Linked DNA regions of Mus musculus: region 2 is linked to region 1. Evidence: chromatin contacts called from public HiChIP or PLAC-seq data. All regions are on one chromosome and are shown on one strand. Each heading gives the region's core, a stretch centred on a gene start, on an enhancer-like site or on the middle of the called end of the contact. The rest is flanking DNA. Distances are from core to core; before and after follow the strand shown. Region 1 overlaps Gm31005 (a long non-coding RNA gene). Region 2 overlaps Arhgap23 (Rho GTPase activating protein 23).

Region 1 (5,252 bases), core at 1,733-4,232:
GCTGGTGAGATGGCTCAGCGGGTAAGAGCACTGACTGCTCTTCCAAAGGTCCTGTGTTCAAATCCCAGCAACCCCACCCAGCAACCCCATGGTGGCTCACAACCACCCGTAATGAGATCTGACACCCTCTTCTGGTGCTGTCTGAAGACAGCTACGGTGTACTAATGTAGAATAATAGATAAATTAAAAAAAAAAAAAAAAAAGACGAAGAAGAGAAAAGTAGGTCCAGACACATGACTTTAATCCTGGCATTCCAGAGGCAAAGGGAGGCAGATCTCCATGAGTTAGGGACCAGCCTGATCTACACAGCCAGTTTCCAGACAGCTAGGGCTACATAGAGAGATCTTGAGGAGCGGGAGGGGGAGAGGTATTTCATAGTTTGACAAAGATTAGAGACCTAAAGACCCGTTTACATGTTCTGTGAAGTTTGAACTGTAGCGCTGAAAGATTGGACACAAGGGTGTGACAGAAGGGTAATGGATGAGGGGGAAAACCCAGCAAGGCCTGTCTGTTGAGATTCCTGGTCTATGCGATGTTCTTCCTTACAGGGTGGGTGGGGTAATAGGTTACAATCTAAACGTAAGATAGAAGTTTCTTTATAGTCAACTCACAGAGAGGACAGGATTATTTTAAGCTTAAGTGGCTGGCTTTGGGAGAAAGGGCTGGTTTTCCTCTTGTTACTCTTGTGATCTGCCTTAGGGAGGAGGACTCCTACTGTCTGTGTAGCTTGCCAGGGAGAGCATCAAAGGGTCAAAAGCAAGCAAGGCAAAGGTCAGGAAGACACTTAGCCTCTGAGATCCTTATTTGGGGGTATTTTCTGAGTCATCTACAACTTTCTTTTCTTTTTTTCTTTCTTTTTTTTTTTTTTTTTGGTTTTTTGAGACAGGGTTTCTCTGTATAGTCCTGGCTGTCCTGGAACTCACTTTGTAGACCAGGCTGGCCTCGAACTCAGAAATCTGCCTGCCTCTGTCTCCCAAGTGCTGGGATTAAAGGCGTGCGCCACCACTGCCTGGCTCATCTACAACTTTCAAGCTCATTTTCTTTGCTTTTTTTTTTTTTTTCAAGCTCATTTTCTTACCCACATATTTCTGCACCTTTTCTATTAATTAATATTAACATGTTAATACTGCCAATCTGGGGCTGACCCATTAAAGCAACCCACATTACATACTTCTGAAGCTAAGTCACAAACAACTGTATATAAAAGTATCATTGAGGCCTTCCCTGGTGAAAAGACCCTCTTCAGCTATTTGGACTCTCCAGCAATTCGGAGGGAGGCTTTTGATCTCTGAAGTTCATTCCCTCACCAATCCCTGAAAATGTAGTCTAGGTTATTGTGTCTGGATGTCTTGATTCCAGCTTTCAACTTTGACTAGATTCTTCCCTTTAAGTCTTTCCAAAAAATTGCATTAATCAATGAATCTGTTGGCTTATTTGGTGTGTGGGTCTGTACGTGAGTTGCCTGCCTCCGTGGGAGAGTGTGCCATTCCTGCGCATGTGCAGGCCTCACAGCAAGTACGTGGAGGTCAGAGGAAAGCTTGTGGGGTTCCTGGTTCTCACCTCGCTGGGGCAGGATCCCTCATTCCTGCTGCTGCATACTTTAAGGTTGGACTGTCTTTTTTTGAGACAGGTCCTTAACATGTAGATCTGGCTGGCCAGGAATAGCTATGTAGACCAGGCCTTAGATTCACAGAGATGTACCTGATTCTGTCCCCTGAGCCCTGGGATTAAAGGCATACACCACCATGCCTAGCTAAATAAAGAAGTATTTTCAAAAAATATTATGAAAGCAGGCAGTGGTGGAGCATATCTGTCTATAATCCTGGAACTTGAGTTATGGAGACAGGAGGCTAGCCTAGGCTATTACATAAGACTCTATCTGGAAAGAAACTATATGAAAATGCCCTGTGTGTGATGGCTCACATGTGGAGACTCTGGACACTTCTGCGCCGGGTCCTCCTCTCAGTGTGAGTGCTGGGATTACAGACGTGAGGGTTGCAGACGTGAACGCCACTGCACTCGCATTGTGTATTGACTTCCTGTGTGTACTGAGCCAGCTATGTGGCCTTAGAGATCATTTCTTTCTTTTCTTTTCTTTTTTGTTTTTTTTTTCGAGACAGGGTTTCTTTGTGTAGCCCTGGCTGTCCTGGAACTCACTCTGTAGACCAGGCTGGCCTCGAACTCAGAAATCTGCCTGCCTCTGCCTCCCGAAAATAAAGCTGATTCTTAACTCTAACAGATGTTCTGCTCTTGGGTTAGTTTTACTTGAGTCCCCACCAATTTCCAATGTCACTGTTGTAATGGTCCCTGTACTAAAATCCAGCTCTTGGTCTCAGCCTTCCTGCTAGCTGATCTGCTTGGACTCCTTCAGCTTGTGGCAGAGAATGTGTGGGTTGGATGTACGGGGAAGCTCTTTCCCTCTGAAGCATGGAGCCTCTGTCTTCTTGTCTCTGGGTAGATCTTCCAAGGCAGGAAGCAGTTGGCCTGTCAGGCAGTCTCTTACAATCCTGGCACTCTGTGAAATTCAGGAGATGCCAGAGGCCAATTGAGGCAAGGCTATTCAAACATCCATTAAGACCCAATAACAGCCAGGCCTTGCTGTGGGTTGGTATACAACTTAATCAAGTCACACGTTGTTGAAATGAAACTGAGGCCTGGGTTGCTCTGGGTTGCTCGCTGCAGGAGAGTGCTGAGTGTCTAAATCGCTAGGGTATTGTTTGCAGGGGAGGCCGCCAGGGGAGAAGGGAAAGGAGGGTAGATGTTTATCCCTGGGTGTTTTTTTTTTTTTTTTTTGATTCTTAGAAACAGTTGAGCTTAAAGAGCTCCTACAGAGGGTGGTGCCTTTCACAGCTGAAGGCCTCTTCTTTAGGTGAGTCAAACACCTTGCCTGTTTATCTGGAATGGGGCGTGGGGGGAGGAAAGGGAAGGCGGGAGGGCAAAGAGTAGAGAGTAGTTGGGAAAAGTTCCAAGGCCTCTGAGTGTATGTGGGAGTGGTTGTGTGAAATGCTAATTCCTGCTATTGCTTGGCAGCCTTTCTGGAAACTGTGATGACAGCTACTGGTGGGAAAAATCACTCGGGAACAGAGCCATAGCCCTGCTTCTAGGTAACTGGCTATCACCTGAACCGTTCCTTAGGACAGACTACTGCTGATTCCTTGCTTTCTGCCTCTCTTGCTCATGTGATAAAGTGAGAGCATTACTTTCCTTGTTTGACATCTTCTGTTTTGGATAGAGAAGGATCCATGTTTCTTTCTTTCTTTTTTTTTCCTCTTTTCCTTTTTTTCTTTTGAGACACGGTTTCACTATGTAGCCCAGGCTGGCCTGGAACTTATGTGTAGACCAGGCTAGCCTTCCATTCCCAGCAACACTTTTTCTGTCCTGTCTCTGCCTCCTGAGAGCTGGGATTATAGATGGACGTTGTCATGCTCAGCTGAGAAGTTCATTTTCTAAGAGCAGTGACTCCAAGCCAGGCCTCATGGTGATGGGTCTTTAATCCCAGTATACCCATTTAATCTCAATACTTGGGAGGCAGAAGCAGGTAGATCTCTGAATTTGAGGCTAGTTTGGTCAAACCCTGTCTTGAGAAAGAAAAACAACAACAGCTCTCGGTTTTAGCGCCATCTTCCTTGAGACTCCTGAGCCATAAGAGCGAAGTGGCAGAAGAAGATAATGTGCAGGCTGAAGCGCAAGAGAAGATAAGGCAGTGGTCCAAGTTAGCCAGCCGGTGCAGCCACGACGCCTGCAGGAGCAGAAGTGAGGGATGCTGAGGGCCGGGACGCCGGGACAAGCTATCGGACTGTGTGCTGCCATTGGTAATGAGTCTCAGTAGAACTGGAATGTCACCTCGCCACGATCGCCTGGAGAAATGACCTCCTTTCTTATAACCAAAACAGTCCCGCTGGCCCTCTGCCCTGGACCCCCGGCACTCTGGACTAGCTCTGTTCTCTTGTGGCTAAGTGTAGCTCGTGTACAATAAACCCTCTTGCAGTCAGCTGAAAAAAAAAAAAGGAAAAGAAAAAGAAAAACAACAACAACAACAATAGCGACAGCAGCAGCAGCAGCAGCAATCAGAACAACAGCAACAGAGCAGAGAATCAGTAAAGCCACAATCTTGACGTTAACCAGAGAGCTCACTGAAGAATTAAGAGCCCTGGACAGGAGGTCAAGTCCACAGAGAAGACACAGTTTTTTTATTTTCCTAAGACAGGGTTTCTCTGTGTAGCCCTGGCTGCTCTGGAACTCTCTTTGTAGACCAGGCTGGCCTCGAACTCAGAAATCTGTCTGCCTCTGCCTCCCAAGTGCTGGGATTAAAGGCGTGCGCCACCACGCCGGGCCTTATTTTGGTTTTTTCAAGACAGGGTTTCTCTGTGTAATCTTGGCTGTCCTGGAGCTCACTCTGTAGACCAGGCCGGCCTCAAACTCAGAGATCTGCCTGTCTCTGCCTCCCAAGTGCTGGGATTAAAGGTGTGTGCTAGCATGCCTATCGACAAATTTTATTTGTAAAAAAATATACAAAATGCAATTGTTGGTGTACAACAAATGGTTTGCTTGCACCTATGTCTGTACACAGTATATGTGCTGTGCCTGGGAGACCAGAAGATCTACTGCAACTGCAGTTCCATGTGGATGTAAGCTGGCATGTGATGCTGAGACTAGAACATAGGTCCCCTGGAGGAGAAGCCAATGCTCTTAACCCCCAAGTCATATCTCCAATTCCTAACATAATAAAACAGCAGCAACAGCAGCAGCAACAACAACAACAAACTTTACTTTTTTTTCCCTGTTTGTTGAAATGGATTGAATGCAGCCTAGTCTGGCCTTGAATTCACTAAGTAGCCGAGGCTGGCAGTGAACTTCTTCTTCTTCTTCTTCTTCTTCTTCTTCTTCTTCTTCTTCTTCTTCTTCTTCTTCTTCTTCTTCTTCTTCTTCTTCTTTTTTCAAAGATTTATTTATTGTTATATGTAGGTACACTGTAGCTGTCTTCAGACACACCAGAAGAGGACATCAGATCTCATTGTGGGTGGTTGTGAGCCACCATATAGTTGCTGGGATCTGAACTCAGGACCTTTGGAAGAGCAGTCAGTGCTCTTACCCCCTGAGCCATCTCACCAGCCCCAGCAGTGAACGTCTTACTCTCCCGCTTCCACCTCTCTGGTGCTGAAATTACTGTGTGATACAATTTCTATATTTGGGTATGCTTCAACTAGCTTTACACATTCCCAAGATAGCCATAGGTCACTCATTTGTGTGAC
Region 2 (5,252 bases), core at 2,059-4,558, 180 kb before region 1:
GGTAAATTTTCAGGAATTGGGGGGCAAGTGGAAAAGCCCCAGGTTATAGATGGTCTACATTGTGAGTCCCATCCTGTCTAAGATGGATGTGACACGAATGTGTGCGTGTGAACCTCTGCTTCCACTCCTACAAGAGACACTCAGGAGATAATAAACACAGTAGGTGGCCCCAATACAGCAGTACTTAAACGTCCTGCTCAAATCTACATAGTGCATCCAAAATAAAAATTAACAGAGAGGGGCTGGAGACATAGCTTGGTATTAAAGGCGCTGCTGCTCTCCAGAAGACTTGGGTTTGTCACCTGGGACCCGTGTTGGGCAGGTCACAACCACATAAAGGTCCTACACCTTCTGGCCTCCACGGGTGCTGCATGCACATACATACATACACACACACACACACATACACACACACACACACACACACACACACTGAACACTCTTGAACACCCTCCCCCCCAAAAAAGAAAAACCCTGGCTCAAAAACCAAAAACCAGCTGGGCATGGTGGTGCACGCACTTTAATCCCAGCACTTGGGAGGCAGAGGCAGGCGGATTTCTGAGTTCCAGGCCAGCCTGGTCTACAGAGTGAGTTCCAGGACAGCCAGGGCTATACAGAGAAACCCTGTCTCGAAAAAACAAAAAACAAAACAAAAAACAAACAAACCCCAAACCAAAACCAATCAGACTGAAGCAGTAATGACCTGCCCAGCACAACTCTGCAAATTCTACCAAACTTTTCCAGAAGAGCGCACAGCACCCCTGAAGCAGTTCCCCTATCGGAGAGAGAAGCCCAGTACTGAGGTCACTGTACAACGTCAGTTCTACCCTGATGCCAAACTAGGCAAGCGTCCAACAGAGAACAAAACTGCAGACCAATCTCCCTGACGACCAGGGACACAAAAATTATCTACAAATACTTGCAGGCCAAACTCAAGAATACATTACAGTTACCACACACCGTGACCAAGGCGGTTTCATCCGATGTGCAAGGTTGAATGTGTGCCAATCAATAAATGTAATGCAGTGTGCAAATATATATCAAGGACAGTGATGTGATCACCTCAACAGATGCAGAGAAAGCTCAAGGCCCTTCATGACCACACTAGGAATAGAAGGCGCACACATCAACATAGTAAGCCCATATTAAGCTAAATGAGGAAAACTGAAGGGGCGTCACAATGCCTGACCTTAAACTATACTACATCCTAGGACAAAACAGTAAACCAGTGGAACAGGATAGCAGATCCACAAGGGCCAACGTGCTACACACCTAGAATCCCAGCACTTAGGAAGTAGAGGCCAGCGGATCAGGAGTTCAAGGCCAGTCTCAGGTGGGGTGGAGGTGGGGGGAAGGGAATGGGAGAGTGGGAGAGACAGAGACAATGAAGGGTAACAGTGCTTGCGAGGATGTGGGGCAGAGTTACGCTTACTCGCTGCTGGCAGGGATATAAACCTGGTGCAGCCATTACAGAAGTCAGTGTAGAAATTCCTCAAAAGCTAAAAACAAAACTACATGCCTGGCCATGTTTACAGCTGAATCAAAATCATGACATCTGCCAGAAAATGGCAGAACTGTACATCTTTACGTTAAGCCAGATTCATAGAAAGACAAACACTTCCTGTTTTCTCAGATCCATGAAGATAGGAAGGGGCCAAGTTCAGGGAGGAAGAAACAGTAATGGACAGGGAGCTTAGAAGGGAGAGGGTAACAGAGCGTGACACAGAGGAAAAGGGGTGCTCACGGAGGAAGGACAGGACACGGGCACGGGTGTGGGCACCATCGCGATGACCCAGTGGTAAAGGCACTTACTGTGCAAGCCAGGCAGTGTGAGTTCAACCCCCAGGACCCACGGTAAGAGGAGGAGAACCAACTCCTGAGCTGTCCTCTGATCTCCAGCACCCCTGAAATGTGTACCCCCAGACTATGCACTACTGCTAATAAATAAAGGGGGTGCAAAGGGGACAGAGGGACAGTGGGGAAGCTGGCTAAACAGTGACCCTATGAAAATGCCATAATGAAATCCATGATTTTGTATATTAGCTCAAAAAATTTAAAAGACAGATAGAAGGAATGTGGGAAATAACTATACATATAAAGTATAGATACCAGCCAGGCACGGCAGCACATGCCTTAACACAGAACTTCAGAGGGAGAGGCAGGCAGGCCTCTATGAGTTTGGGTCAGCTTGGTCTACATAGAAAATTCTAGGCTAGGGTTTAATAGTGGGACCTTCAAAATAAATAATAAACATACCATATATATAAAGGAGAATAAAAAACCCAACTAAAGACAACTAAATTTGCTAAAGCATGTGCTCATGCTCCGCCCACAATGCGTCCAGGCCTGGGCGTGGTCCTTCCTTGCATCAAACATACTCTCAAAGTCTGAGGAACTTATAACGTACAATGTGTCCCTACAAAGGGCCAAAAAATGTGGAGAAAGGGGAGAAAACGGCCATGGGTCTCAGTCTACCACTGGGGCTCTCCTCAAACTCAGTGACATCTGGCTGGCCTTGAACTCGCTCTCCCTGCCTGGCACAGACCTATTTCCTAATGTCACAGTTGAGGAGACAGTCTGGTATCAAGGGCCAGAGGACAGCAACGGTGTCAAGTACCCTCCAACACACCAAAGAGCGCTGTCAGGACTGTGTCTCGGTGCAAGAACACTGGGATAGCACACCCAATGCCCTGGGCACCATCCCTAACATGGGAAAGAAAAAGTGCCAAGGCTGAGAAGTATCAGGGCCCCACATGCGCCGAATAAATGACTAAATCCTCCACTCTGGGCTCTGGGTGCTAGCTGACCTGAGGAGCACAGCAGGGCTGCGGGGTGACTTCCACTAAGCAGCAGAGTCTCCCCCTCTTTCCTCTGAAGCAGCCCCATTCACACTGCCCACCCTCTACCTCATGAAGTCTGGCCTGGAAGCCTGGGGACAGCATGCTTCCTTGTGTGACAGGATCTTCTGTGGGAAGCCATTTGGGCCAAAATCCCAGGAGTTAATGTTATCTGCTAATTCCAATGGTCACTGTCTGACCAGGACTGACTTCAGTCTATACAAGCCACCTCTGCCTGGCCTCTGCTGCTCCTGTAGAGATCTCCAGACTCTTAGGTGGTCTGGCCCAAGGAGCCTGCTCAGAGTTAAAGATGTCCCCAGGCCTGGAAGGCTGAGAATGGAAATTTCCCAGCTCAGCTGTTTGTCAGAATTGAATCCCTGCAGGAAAGCCCAGTCTGCCTGGCCTCAGCAGGTCACTCATCCGCTGACTCAGCCGCTTAGCAAACACCGTGTTCACCACCCACGCGCTAGGCTATGCATCTAGACGGACGTGCCCCCTGCCCTACTGAGTGGCAGACACTGCCTCTAGGAAAGCCCACTTGCTACTGGCCTGCTTTCTTCCCAAAGGCTGCTGTTCCAGAAACTCCTGTGTTGACCACAGGCCTTATGCTTCCAGCAACTTCTCCAAAAATCATACAGCCAGAAGCCCTCCCTCCCTCCCTCTCAACCACGGTTCACCTCATGGACACCTCTAGGGATCCTGGTGCTTGAGACCAAACCCCTCCCAGGTCACACAGGGATGCCTGTGTGGCCAGCAGGCTTAGCATCCAAGTGGCCCGCCCCATGCTGGTAGAGAGCAGGCCGTGATACAGCCAGATCCCGGACATGGGGTGAAAAGAATGGATGATCAGGCCACGGAGTCAGCATGACCCAAGCCTACTACAGCCTCCATCCCCTGGCCCGGCAGATGCCCGCTGGGAAGTCAGCCCTGGGTGTACAGACCTGGCTAAACTCCTGCAGATGCCATTTCTTGGTGTGTGGTCTTGCACAGGTGATCCCCTCCCTCAGCACTATTTTCCCTCCTCTGTAAGTGGTGACAAGACTCAGCTTTTCTTCGCTACAGTGTAGGGCACTCTGGGTCCACGCTGTGTGGCTGTCACAGAGGTAAGTGGGATTCACAAAACCCACCCTTGAGCCTCTAAGCCTGAAGCTTCACAGCGCTGTGACCATTAATACAGTCCCTCACACTGAGGTGACCCCGACCATAACAGTTTGTTCTACTTCATAACTGTAATGTCCTTATTGCTGTGAGCTGTAACATAAATATCTGTGTTTTCTGATGGTTTTAGGCAATCCCTGTGAATGGCAACCTACAAGTTGAGAAACAGCGCCCAGGAAGAAGCCTTTTGAGTGGGCTTCAGAAGATAGAGGCCTCTATCGCCCTCTGCTGGTCACTATGGTTTCTTCATCCTTCCTAGACAAAAGCAAGAATCTTGCAGGGCTCATTAGGAGTCAGAAGGGAGGTGAGCAGTGGCTGGCACCAGAGCATCATGGAGGGTGTGGCCTTGGTCCTTGCTTCCTGACCTGGCCTGTGGCTGTTGGGGAACAGACAGACCTCTGACACCCAAGTCACACTGTGTGCCCAGTTCTGCAGGCCACCTCCCCTACAACAGCCCTACTGAGGAGCCTGTGCATCCGTCTCCAGCCACATGGCCCTATCCCTGCATCTCCTCCCTGACTCTTCTTCCAATCTTGTTCCTCGTGTTGGTGTTGATGGCAGCCTGTCACTGCTGTGAGCCAGGCAGGCCCTAGCAGTGCCCTCTTTGGCAGCGGGTGCTTTTGCAAGCATCCCGGGGCACACAGGCTGGTAGGAGCACAGTCTGGTCCTGGGCATCTGGTATAAAAATATGCAACGGGCACTTACATGCTGGATCAACGTCTCCACGATCTTGTAGCGGTCCGGCATGTGGGTCACCATGTCTGTCATGTTGTCTTCAGATGTCCTTACCAATGTTGGCCCGAAGACCAGAGCCAGGTTCCGGGGTTCCATCTGGGTTGGAGGAGGGGAAAATCCCAGGATCATTGCTTTGAACATGACCTCTCTGGGTCACTGAGGCCACCATCCCCAACTCTGACATGTCCTTAGAGTGGGGTCAGACATCTCACATGGGCAAAGAGGTTTGCTGAATAGAATTTAAGCTGGATGTTCAAAGTCTCTCATGTCCAGGCCTGGCAGCCTTGATCATGCTCACCTCACAGACCCATCAAGGGGGGCCCGAGGTTAGTAATAGCTGTGGGGATTCTAGCATGGGAGACATATTGGAGATTGTAGGGTATTTTAGAACAAGGAGAAACCCTATAATTTACTTCTTTTTCTCCACTGTAGAACCAAAAGACAAAGACATGGACTAGGAAGATGCAGAGTGCAGGGGCTGGAACTGGCTCAGAGGACAAATGCCACCCTGCATGGAGGACT

What was found. HiChIP or PLAC-seq counts read pairs in DNA pulled down with a chosen protein or histone mark.
Region 2: a FOXA1 HiChIP or PLAC-seq map of pancreatic cancer cells shows a contact between it and region 1. The contact joins two enhancer-like sites. A contact is called at or near these places in 2 of 39 promoter capture datasets (the C10 cell line and embryonic stem cells), 1 of 15 datasets of contacts at CTCF or cohesin (embryonic stem cells), 4 of 484 Hi-C or Micro-C datasets (all in embryonic stem cells), 7 of 115 datasets of contacts at active chromatin or transcription factors (embryonic stem cells and pancreatic cancer cells) and 2 of 9 other capture datasets (adipose tissue and liver).

Annotation. Positions count from the first base shown.
Region 1 is chr11:97,300,086-97,305,337 of GRCm38.p6, reverse strand. Gm31005 (a long non-coding RNA gene) reads left to right here. Exons shown (of 4, transcript XR_389002.3): 3 at 2,803-2,869; 4 at 3,031-4,007. Among named protein-coding and RNA genes, the nearest start is that of Gm31005, 8.4 kb to the left of the region's middle. Within about 2 kb of position 2,982, at least 140 of the 459 cell types and tissues checked have an H3K27ac peak or open chromatin away from gene starts, as enhancers often do. A contact at or near this core is called in pancreatic cancer cells, where this site is marked.
Region 2 is chr11:97,475,622-97,480,873 of GRCm38.p6, reverse strand. Arhgap23 (Rho GTPase activating protein 23) reads right to left here. Exons shown (of 19, transcript NM_021493.2): 15 at 4,701-4,826. Among named protein-coding and RNA genes, the nearest start is that of 4933428G20Rik, 22 kb to the left of the region's middle. Within about 2 kb of position 3,308, at least 41 of the 459 cell types and tissues checked have an H3K27ac peak or open chromatin away from gene starts, as enhancers often do. A contact at or near this core is called in pancreatic cancer cells, where this site is marked.